Regions from separate parts of the Strix aluco genome. Here region 1 is linked to region 2. A link is a contact called in public Hi-C data. All regions are on one chromosome and are shown on one strand. The core of a region is the stretch at or near the end of the contact, and the rest is flanking DNA. Distances in the headings are between cores, read along the strand shown.

Region 1 (5,223 bases), core at 2,304-4,803, 150 kb before region 2:
GAGCCCTCATGTCAACTGCAATTAGCATTAACATGGCGAGAACTGCAGCCCACTCAGTAGATCTCTAACAGGGAGTTGTTTCAATCACCTATTTCCCCTCACCCCCTCTCACTTCTCCCTACAGAATTAACAACTGACATCTGGTCTCCCAGGTACTTAAATGACATGTTGGACAAGAGCCACTTTAATAGGGCTCATGTGGAAACGAGGTCAAAATGAAAGCAAACAAACACATTTTGGCACAAACAAGGATTACAAGCTATTCTGAGAAGGAGGGCAGGTGAGAGCACAGTCTTTTTTTTGGCTGACTGGAGGGAGAAGAGGCCTGCCCCCTAATAAGCAGTGAGTGTCACTCACTGCTTGTAACTGTTAGTCTAGACAGATGGGTATTAATTATAAAAACAAGCACATGTAGCACACAGCAAAGTTTCTGGAACTGAACACTAGTAATTGAAGTGACTTATTACTTCAGGGGCTGTGTCAGACTCTTGGATTGTGGGGCACAGGCTGTCTAGTAGGCTTAAGTCATGTCTGCAAGGGAGCGGGGGACAGGAAATTGAGACTCTGCCTGGCGCGTGGAAAAGGAGCCACAAGACTAAGGTGGCCGTGAGCGAGTGGGTGCAGGGTCATGGCACATCGTGTCACCACCAGGTAACAGCAACGTATACACGCATGCAACAGAGGACATACACATCTGGACAGCCTCCAGTGCTCCGTCTTGCAACTACAGGAGTGATAGGACTCTTCAAACTCCCTAATACTGCACGTCTACTCTTTATACTAATAGCCTACTCAAAGGGAGTACTTTACATTCTTCTCATTACAGGCTCTCTGATATAATATTTTTCAATTGTCTGCTTCATTCTAGTGGTAGAGTAACATAGAATAAGAAGCAGCATTAAGTGACAAACATGTCTCAAGGACTCCAAGTAAGGACAGGAAATTCTGTACTTACAGTGACACCCCCTTCTCTACAGATTAAACTAATGTTACATACTATGATTTACAGGTTCTATCAAGTGCTCTGAAATACAGTTTCTTCTGTGTGTGATATTCTAATAGCTTTTCTTAGAAGCATAAATGCCATTATCCAGTTCCCTACTGCCCCTCTCCCTACAACTTTATAGTAAAAGTTCTTATCTGTGACTTTTAGTCAAACAAGCTAAGGCTCATACTTCAGACTGCAGTGAGTTAGCAGCAAGAGATACTAAACCTAAATCTCTAAGCAGCACAGTTTAAGCTGGCTTTTCTGTCATGCTGGAAATGCAGTATCTTAAATAGATATACAGAAGCTACCCTCTGCTGCTTGAAATCGGGCTAGCCCGGTGTGATTACTGCCTGCTAGTGGCTGGAGTCTACTTAAACAAGCGTTGGCATCTTCAGGATTTTTTCTTTAAGTGATGTAGGCTCTTCTCCCTTCTGAAGGTAAAGATCAACGTCATTCAGCTCAGTACATCAGGTACAGTTTTGCTAGCAGGCACAGTGTTGGCTATTTGCAGCAATAACTTGGCTAGATAGCAAATATGAGTACTTTACCATGCTGCTCAACTCAGGAAAATATAAATCTCATGGAAACCAGTAACGTAAACATTTTGATGAGACTTTTAAGACTGCATCAACTATTGTAATGAAACTCAGGAGAATACAACAGAAAGTGTTGTGAAAAAATTCTACAAGTTCTTATTTGACTTAGGTGGTAAGACAGTTATAATGGTAATGCTATTTGATAAATAAATTTTATAGAATGTTGCTTACTTACTGAATCACGCTCTGCCTTAGCCCGTTTCGTAACTGGTTTTTGTTCATTGTTGGGTTCCATTCCTGTTTGTCCAGGTGGGTTGATACAAAGTTGTCTACTTTCTGTCTCAAATTTTGATAGGCTGGCTAAAAAAAAATTTTAAAAATTCTAGTTAAACAGCTAAAAAGATCTCAAAACAATCCCCCGCCAGAGTCCTTCATAGTACATCTTCTGTCACGTACAGTACTGTGACATCCTTTCACTTTCTGAACAAAGGTAAGCTTGTTTTACCTAAGAACACAACTGGTAATTGTAAAGAACAGTCAGTCAGTGTTCTATTATAATAATTCAAATAGCTGGATACCTTGGTTTTAAAATTGTTGTCATTTCATAGTATTACTTAGTGAAATGCAAACTGCCTTGTGCAGACAGGAGTTGTTTAAGTAGCGTTCTTGTTGTCTGGAAACCCTTGATCACAGAATTCCTAGGAAACCAGCTGAGTAATATTGTGACTGACAAAGAACTTAATTATTTGCTTCTGTGACACTAACCCAGAAGGTAAGAATTATGCAGGTTTTATCAGTGGAAACTTATTCCTAGTTAACAGGAATTGAACTAAGAAACCCATATAAATACATAGGACCATCGAGATCCTGGTACTGTGCAAGGAAAGGAGAAGAGGGTGGCAACACTTACATTTTGGAATTTGATATGTATATGGGATGATGAATGAAAGGGTTGGTAACAGAGGTGCAGTCTCTGTCCTGGGAAGCGTATATATCTAATCCTGACAAATCTGCCCTGAGCTATGGCTGCTCTGTGCGGATGACCTGACAGCTTCGGGAATTGGTTTTGCGATACCTGCAGGGGGGGCCTAAAATGACGACTGCAGGTCCCAAACAGGACTCTTGCTGAAAGCATAAAAGTTTGGGAAAGCAAAACACCAGTGTTTAATTTTGACAGGGCAGTTGGGCACAACCCAACTTTACTGCTCAGGAGCTCATGTTGTGGCTGAGGAAGAAATTAGTTGCAAACAATAGTCTTAGAACGTTTACTCAAGAAAGAAAGGCCAAATGTTTGTTTTGGAAATGTGGGAATTATGCTCAAGAGGAGCAGCGTTCTTATGGGAGACAGTTTTCCCAATAAGGACTAGGCTAGAAAAGGAAAGTCTGAGCCTGTTCTGTGGCCCGTTTCTCCTCTGGGATGTCGCTATCGCTTCAAGCCAGGATCACCTCCAGAGCAGCTGCCGGTCGCAGCGGGGGCATGAAACCCCCCCGATCGAGAGAGCAGCTCTGCACCTGCTGCACGCCGTCGTGGCCGGCCTCCCCCCAGTGCCGAGTGCGGGACACCGCGGGGAGAAGGGAAGGGAGGGGATGCGGGTGCCCTTTCGGGCAGCGGTAGCCGGGTTCCAGGGACGGTGCCCGCAGCTCCGGCCTGGGGATGAGACACCGGCCGCCCCGCCGGCGATCCCCGGGGGCTGCCCGGGACCTGGCCCGCCCGGTTCAGCGGCGCTACCTTGGTGTCCACGTCGGCCAGGCAGTCCCGCCGGAAGCCGTCGAACAGGCCGCGGCTCTTGAGCTGCTCCACGATGATGGCGATGAGCTGCGCGTCGCCGGGCGGCAGCGAGGCCGGGTCGGTGGCGCCGGGCCCCGAGCCGGAGGCCGCGCCACCCGAGCCCCCTCCGCCGCCTGCTCCGCCGCCTCCCCCGCCCGGGGCGGCCCCGCCGGCGCCGCCACTATCGGACATGGCCCACGGCCTGCGCCCGGGGCCCGCCAGCGGCTGCGCCCCGCTCGCCCGCGGCCCCCTGCACCGCGACCGTCGCCGGCGGCGCGCCGTATTCTGCGTAACCGTGGCGCGCTGCATCACGGGAACGGGAGTCCTCCACAGGAGGAGTGGTTATAGCCGTCGGGCCGCCGGGCGGCTCGGTGAACTACAAATCCCAGGGTGCATCGCGACGGCATCGCAGCAAGGCATCGGAGGGGCGGGCTCCTTGCGTTTGCGATGCATCTTGGGAATTGTAGTTCGAGGGGGGAGGCGTGTCGGCCTTCCCCCGCCCAGCGGCCTGTCTGGGGCCGCGGCTGCCCCGGCGAGCAGTGTGGTTGTGGTGCTATTATAAGCTCACCAGGTCGGTCACAGGACGCTGAGCACGCAGTGCTCTGCTCCCTGGGTCTGCCCGGAGCAGAGTCGGTCAGGCCTCCGCTCCCCAGGTGCAGTGATTGGGGCAGAGGGCCCCGGGTTTACCTCAGCATCTCGCGGGCCCCTCTGGGTGTGCTGCTTGGCGGTCTGGGATCCCTGTCCTCTCGGACTGCCCTGAGGATATCTGCCAGGTTGTGACTTAAGAGTGTTTTTCAATGGTGTAGTGACGACAGCACTGATGTAAATTCAGAAAAAAAATCAATTTGCGTGGGATCATCCTGGATTTCCACTGGGACCTGTATTTCATTTGTTACACCGCTAGTAAAGGGTGGGCAGTGCCAAAGGCTTAACTCGATATTGGTCCCTGCTGTGTGAAGGATCAAGGGGGCCTCTGTTAACCTACAGGGTACACATTCTATGTGTTAGTGTTTTTTTCTTTCCTAGTCACATTGTGAAGAAGATTTGGACTCATTAGGATATTCCCACCTTAACTGCAGGAGGACAAGCTGTGCATAAATGTAATAATCCAGTCCTCCACAAAGATGCACTGCCTAAGTACATCCTCACCTTTCACTTTGAATTCTACTGAACGAGCAAAAAGATGGCCATGTTTTGTGTGCAACGCATTGTCTTCCTCTACCTGATTAAAATTCAGCAGCTTGGAAGCGGCGTAAGCTATCCCTTTCCATCTGGCAGCTTTGAGGAGAGAAGAGGGAAAAATGGTAGCGTGTATAGAGCCTGAGCTTTACACTGACAAAAGTGTCTCATGCAACTGTTGTGTTCTGTGGAGACACATGGGTGCTCTCCTGCTGGAATGGAAAAGCTGTCCCTCTGGCTGGACGCCTCGTCACTGTCACTAGTCCGTGTTGGCTGACTCGAAGTCTGGTGTAAACCTCCCACGACTCATCCAGGCACTCGGAAGTATCCGTGGAATCACATTCCTGCCTGACAGCTGCCAGCAGCCCTTTCTCCCCACCACTTGTGACCAGCTCACGCCAGCACAGAGTTTGCTGGCATCGTGCTAGTGCAGGCACTGCCCTTTCACGTGAAGATAACCCCGGGTAGGAATGCATTAATCTAACTGACATAACGCCCTGCCCCACTGCGATCCACTGGGGTGTGTTACTGTTCGTTCAAGCCCTGTGCTGGGGCAGTACATACAGCAGCATCGACAGCACATGCTGGAGACTTCTGCAACCAGCACGTAAACATTTTTTCTGAGACAAAAATCTTGCATGAGCCTGCATCTCCTCGTTCTGTACTTCTTAGGGGACACGGCCTTGACTCCTCCTGCGGGCAGGGGACCCCGGGGAGGTCTGACGGGACGATCCAAGCAAGTGGCTGCTGGC
Region 2 (5,729 bases), core at 1,230-3,729:
GCGATGTCTCATCAGCTCCTTCCTTCCTTCTCCTTGGCGTAAGCTATAGCCTTGCTACCACCAAAACCTACCTTATTTTAAAATTATAGTCAAGGTTAATAGATGATGTGTACTGGGGCAAAGTAAAACTGAAACAATAGAATTCAGGAAACAATACAAGTTCTGAGCTGAAGCTGACATTTGAACACAGAACAACGGCATGATGAGGTGCAGGCTGGAAGCTAGAATCTGGTCTATTTTTAACTAGACAGTTGAAGATGTGGTGAAGAGCTGAGATGTTTGTTCAAAGTGATAAATACAGAGGTAGCGGCTAGCTGGTAGTCAGTTCATACATCTGGAAAGGAGGATGAAGAACAGTGTGCAGCTAAAATAGCTGAATTTTTCAGTTTTGCAGACTCATAGATTTTAAGGGGGCATTGATTTTTGTCAGTAGCAATAGATCCTAAAAGGGATCTGAGCTTAATTTGCGTTTGAAGTCAAAGTCCTGGCAACGTGCTGTTGGGAAAAGTGGACAAAATGTGCCACACAAGGCACGTGTATTTGTATTAGTAGCGTGGAAACATATTCCATAAATACAGATACTGAGAAAACCACTGATTTGGCAGCCCTGATGCCCTGACAGGGACATAGGAAGGAAGCAGCCTGGCAGTTGGCAAAGGGAACTCCTGGTCAGGGAAGACACAGCAGCAAGTGTTCATGCACAGTGCAAAGACAGTCATGGAATGAAAATCGTGCTGTTTATGTGTATGTGTTCAGTGGTTTTTTGTGTTGTGGACTGAGACTTGTGTGCTTCAGGAAAAGGAGTACTTTCTTTACCAGGGCTTTGTGATTAATGGATATGACGAAGCTTGCACTCCAGTATCAGTTTTTAATGAAGCTGTTCGGTTGCCTTTCTCTGGGCTAAATACCCCCAGATTGAACTTCTGGCTGCTACCTCACTAGGCCAATTTGTTAGCTCAGATCTTTGCAGAGGAGGGAGTCTCAGGTGTTTGGGGAGTTATTTTGAGATTACAGTTGATCTCAAGGCTACTGACTCAGTGGTTGTATTGTATCTGTGACCTCCTTTTTAGTCCGTACACTTTGGAGCCTGCAGTAGATGCCCTTTTATCATTGGGAAATAACAAATTACTCTGGCAAACTGTCAGGCTGTGCCTCTGGAAATTGTTTTCCTTTTTTTCAACTGCATACACAAAATGCCATTTTCTGACAGCGTGTAAAATACCTGGAAATCCTGGGATACTTCGCAGAAGAGTTCTTTGGGTTTTTATCCTGTCCTGAGCTCCCCGTCTTCACGTCAGGTCGCCGCAGAGGTAGGGACACAGGCTTGTTCCGTAGGTAAGGCTGCCACCTCGTGGGGTCCCTCTGCACAGCACCCTGCCCTGCGTGGGGACAAGGTGACAGCAGCCCTGGGGACCGCAGGGACTCTCAGCCTCCTCAAAGGCTGAGGAAAGACTCCAATTAGCTTCGTGGTCTTTTCGGATCCATTGGCCAGGGTGACAAATTGTCAGCGTCGTTCATATTGCTGGTGCTGCTAAAACAATTAGAGAAAGGTCTTTTCACAGAATTTATTCTTTCTAATCTGTAATGCTTTCCCTCCTCTGAGCAGTTAAGTGTGTTAGACTCTGGGAAATAATATGGAGCAGTATTTAAGAGCCAAAGCAAAAATCAATGGGACTTGTGCTCTTAAGTGGTTTGAGAAATCCCACTTGTCACTGGCCATATCTCGTAAACCCGCTGCTGCAGAGGGACACGTCTCTGTAGAGCACCTTCACGGGAGGGACTCCTGCCTGCGCTGGGTGTCCCCTCAGTATCGCACAGTGCGCATGTACGCCTGCTGTTGCTTGAAGAACAAAATGATAACAGCTGTTTAAATTACTGTTTCATAAATGTTGTTAAGCAGGTGGCTGGAGCCACCCAGCCATGCCCTAGCAGGTAACCTGTTTCAAGTACACCAATGTGAAAATTCATTATATCAATGCAGGAACTATGGAAGCTCCCACACCAAAAAGATCCCACTTGTTCCTCTTTCAATCACAGCAGAGACAAACAATTCATCACTGCCTTCATCCTGGAGTCCCCTATATCACTTTATCAATATTGCATGAAATATATCAGTATATGACTTCAGGCAGCATACTTTGTGCTAAACCCTAACTAATGCTGGCCAAAAGCAACCTTGTGGAGCAGGTTACTACTGAGAGAGAGAGACCGGGAGAGGCCTGCTCCCATTCTGCGCTGAGCTCAGTGTTCCTGCTCACAGTTATTTCTCCCTTCTTCACCACCCAGCTGGGACACTGAAATATGGCGAGCAGACAGGACAGGGCCGGAGGGCTGCTCTGCAGGTATCCCCACGCTATGCCTGCCCAGAGGAAGAGGCCACGGGTGCTGTTCACCCCACAGCGTGGCAGCCAGGACGCCCGTCCATCCAGCCCCCGCCTCTCCTCAGCAGGGCCTCACCGCCATCCTGCCCCACCACAGATGGAGCCTGGCCGCAGCCAGGGGAAGCTTTGTGTGACGCTTGTTTATGTCAACAGCTTTGGCTCCCACCGCTGCGGCTCCATCATCCGCTACAGCAGGGGCTGCCGATGGGCCGAGGCGGGCCGGGCTGGGCCCTTGCTTCCCCAGCCGAGCCCCATGGGGGAGACCGGGAGGCAGAGGGCAGCCTCGGTGCCAGGGGACGAGGCCAGCCCTGGGCTGCCCGCTGCCAGTGGCAGGGCACAGGTGGCAGGGAGCTATGGCGTGGCGAAGCCTGTCAACTGCCGTTGCGGTACGTGTTGCTGAGCGCGGGGACCTCTGTGCCCCTGGGCACCGAAGAGCACAGGGCTGAGCCACCGCCATGTTCCCCTCTTCTGGCGGGAAACCATTTCCCCGCAGTGTGTTGATACTGTGCCACTGGGCTCCTCCCTCTCAATCAGACTCTGCACACTCGGGGGTGAAGGTGGCACAATTTTTTTTTTAATGTGCCCAGTACAGTTGGACAGGGTATTTAGGCAGGAGGTGGAACATGGTGTTAAACTTACATGAGTGAAAAATTTAATATTTTTGCCCCAAACTCTTACACTTTTGAGCTACAGCGTCTCCGACCTGTAAGGTGAGGTGACTGCCTGCAGTGCAGCCTTCCCTGTCCTTTTCTGTGACAGCAATAAGGCCAAAAATAAGCTACATCCAACAGGGCTGCTTGTTACACACCAAACTTCTGGGTCCTTCCTTCCTCTCCTCAGGAGATTCCCGCCTAACCAGAGAGCTGCTGTGCTGCTGGCTCCCTTGTTGCTGTGACAGCTCAAAGATGTTTCTTAATTTTCTTTCTTTGTGGCTGGAACCAAAGAAAGTTGGGATGGGCATGGGTGTGGGTGCCTTTTTTTATAAAAGCAAACAAAAAAGATTAGGGAGTTTTCCACTGGTTGTGATCTGTTATGAAACATAGCTCTGCTGCACAGGACGAAATGGAGTGAAAATGGAGAACATGACCTGGCTTCTGGCGTGTGAGCTGGAAATGATGGGTGACACAGATAGGGTGGTCCTGAATTTTACTAACTTGTTGCTCTTGAGATGTTTTCATTGTCTTACATTTTTTTCTCCTCCTAAAAGCCATTTTTCCAAAGATGTCAAAGTGAAATGTTATATTAATCTGTAATTAAAAGCACCACTTCTGATGGGTTATTATCTAAGTGATGCCAACCTGTGGCTCGGAGGCAGACTCTGACTATCGGTAACTCAAAGCCTTGCTCCTGCAATGTGGCTGCCATGGGTATCTGGTGGTGGGGCTGTGGTGACCTGGAGGATGCTGGTTTGCCTGAAGCCCTGCTGCAGCAAGGGATGAGCCTGCAGCTGTGGCCATGTTCAGCATCCCCACATGGGTCACCCTTTTGCTCAGCTCATGCCATGCCCTGCCTGTCCAGCAGCTCCTTGGAAAGCTGCCATCCTCACCTTGCTGGGAAGTCACCCGAGTCCTTCCTCCTTGCAGATATCTGTCTTGAATCCACAGTATCAACCTGCCCCTCTTGTTTCTGTTTTTTAGTGCTAGCAGGGATGATTTGTCTGGTTTCTTGCCTCAATCTACTCACCTTCTCTTTGAGCTCTGGCAGAATTTTAGTAGCTGCTATAGCAAGGGGAAAAAGAGAGAATTAAAAGCTAGTTTGTGTGGCCCAGAAGCCTGTTGTCTTAATTTTTGGTTGCTGTACAGTTTTGAAATCTGTTTTGTGGAGTTTGAGAGACACCCACTTGGCCCATGGTTACAATGGAGAATTATATCGCAAGGCAATAGCACAGTGTAAAGGCTGATATCCTGTAACCTGCTGGGACCAGAAGTAAGTTTCCACGTGGAAGATCTACAGCTTTGGCAGGAATATATTGTAAACACTCAGGATATGCTTTCTAAACTCTCTTCCTAGGTGACCTTCGAGAGGCTAAGGCTGACATCTTTGACTTTCCCTTCCCTTCAAGAAATGTTGATAAAGTAATTAAACAAAAGAAGCAAAAGGTATAAAATGTGGGAGCTGAATTAGCTGCTTTTGCGTTTGAGAAAATTGCTTCCTGCTTGTTCTGTGTATGTCTATGTGAGAGCATGAGGGGAGATTAAAAGATTGAATTGGTAGTCTGTTACTGAAATCCTTACTTACAGAAAAGAAAAATGGTATTATTTTCCCTCTCTGGGGGCTTTAAAATTCTGGCTTTCATTCAATAAAGCACTTAAGTGTGTGCTTACCTTGAAAAATGAGAGCATGCTGTTGACTTAAAGCCTGTACTGAAATGCTTTGCTGGATTGGGGCCAGGGTGCTGCACACCTTGCTGGGTGAAACCCAGCAGGAAAAAGCTCTGCAGCTCCTCTTCCTCTTATGTTTTAAGCAAAGAAATCCCACAGGTTACAAATAAGTGAAAGCGAGAATCAGAGGTATTAACACCATACTAGTAGCAATACAAAATTACTTTCTGTTTCACAGACCTATTTCTGTTCCTGTTCAGTAGTTCAACAAATGCTTGAAATTTTAAAAGGCACATTTATTAAAACAGTAACTCATTATGAGATTTCGTAATGTGTGAAGTACAAGTAATCAGCTAGACTGTACTATAGTAGTGTCACAGATACTTGATTTAAAACTAGCAAAATACTACTGACTTCAGAGGAACAGCTAATATCATACTATAATATCGTTCTTCTAGTACATTAAATAGTCTTCAAAAAGAATGAGGAATATGTATTATGTTTTAGCCATAAACGTCCATGAGAAAGTGATTATCTTTAGATTTAAACTAGTTTCACGGATGGGGTCCAGCAAAAGTCATAACGTTAGCACATTAACAGCCATTGGTATTTGTTAGGCTGCCTCTCTGCCTGAATGCCTTTGTCAACAGTTCCAATTTAATATTTTAAATGCACAAGTTTGAAATGTGCCCACTATAAATGGAGCTTTATGCCTCTAAAATAAAGGTCATCAACATCTATAAAACAGATTAATATGTATTTGATATGAAATAGGCAAGGTTGTTGCTATTCTGGAATCTGAGTGTGGGGTCTGAATTATGCTGCTGTTGAGGAATTATATGGAAAGTTCTTGCTCCTAGAAAAATAAACAATCTTATTTATCCTCCCATTTTGGATTACTTTAAGAGAGTTTAATGGCTCTACACACGTTTTCATAAGATCTTCTTATCTAGAAGGGCACTTCATAAGCCCTGCATAAACAAGAGTTCTAGGCAAGAAAGGAAGAGGATATCGCATGTGGAAAATC

What was found. A called contact is a pair of places that touch in the nucleus more often than the background predicts.
Region 1: a Hi-C map of heart shows a contact between it and region 2, with 18 times the contacts expected there. The contact joins the promoter of BOD1 here to the promoter of C13H5orf47 in region 2. A contact is called at or near these places in 2 of 2 Hi-C or Micro-C datasets (brain and heart).

The regions. Positions count from the first base shown.
Region 1 is chr13:11,277,168-11,282,390 of bStrAlu1.hap1, reverse strand. BOD1 (biorientation of chromosomes in cell division 1) reads right to left here and starts at 3,553. Exons shown (of 4, transcript XM_074838188.1): 1 at 3,254-3,553; 2 at 1,760-1,884. The coding sequence starts at 3,484.
Region 2 is chr13:11,121,980-11,127,708 of bStrAlu1.hap1, reverse strand. C13H5orf47 (chromosome 13 C5orf47 homolog) reads left to right here and starts at 2,479. Exons shown (of 5, transcript XM_074838359.1): 1 at 2,479-2,767; 2 at 4,392-4,480. The coding sequence starts at 2,479.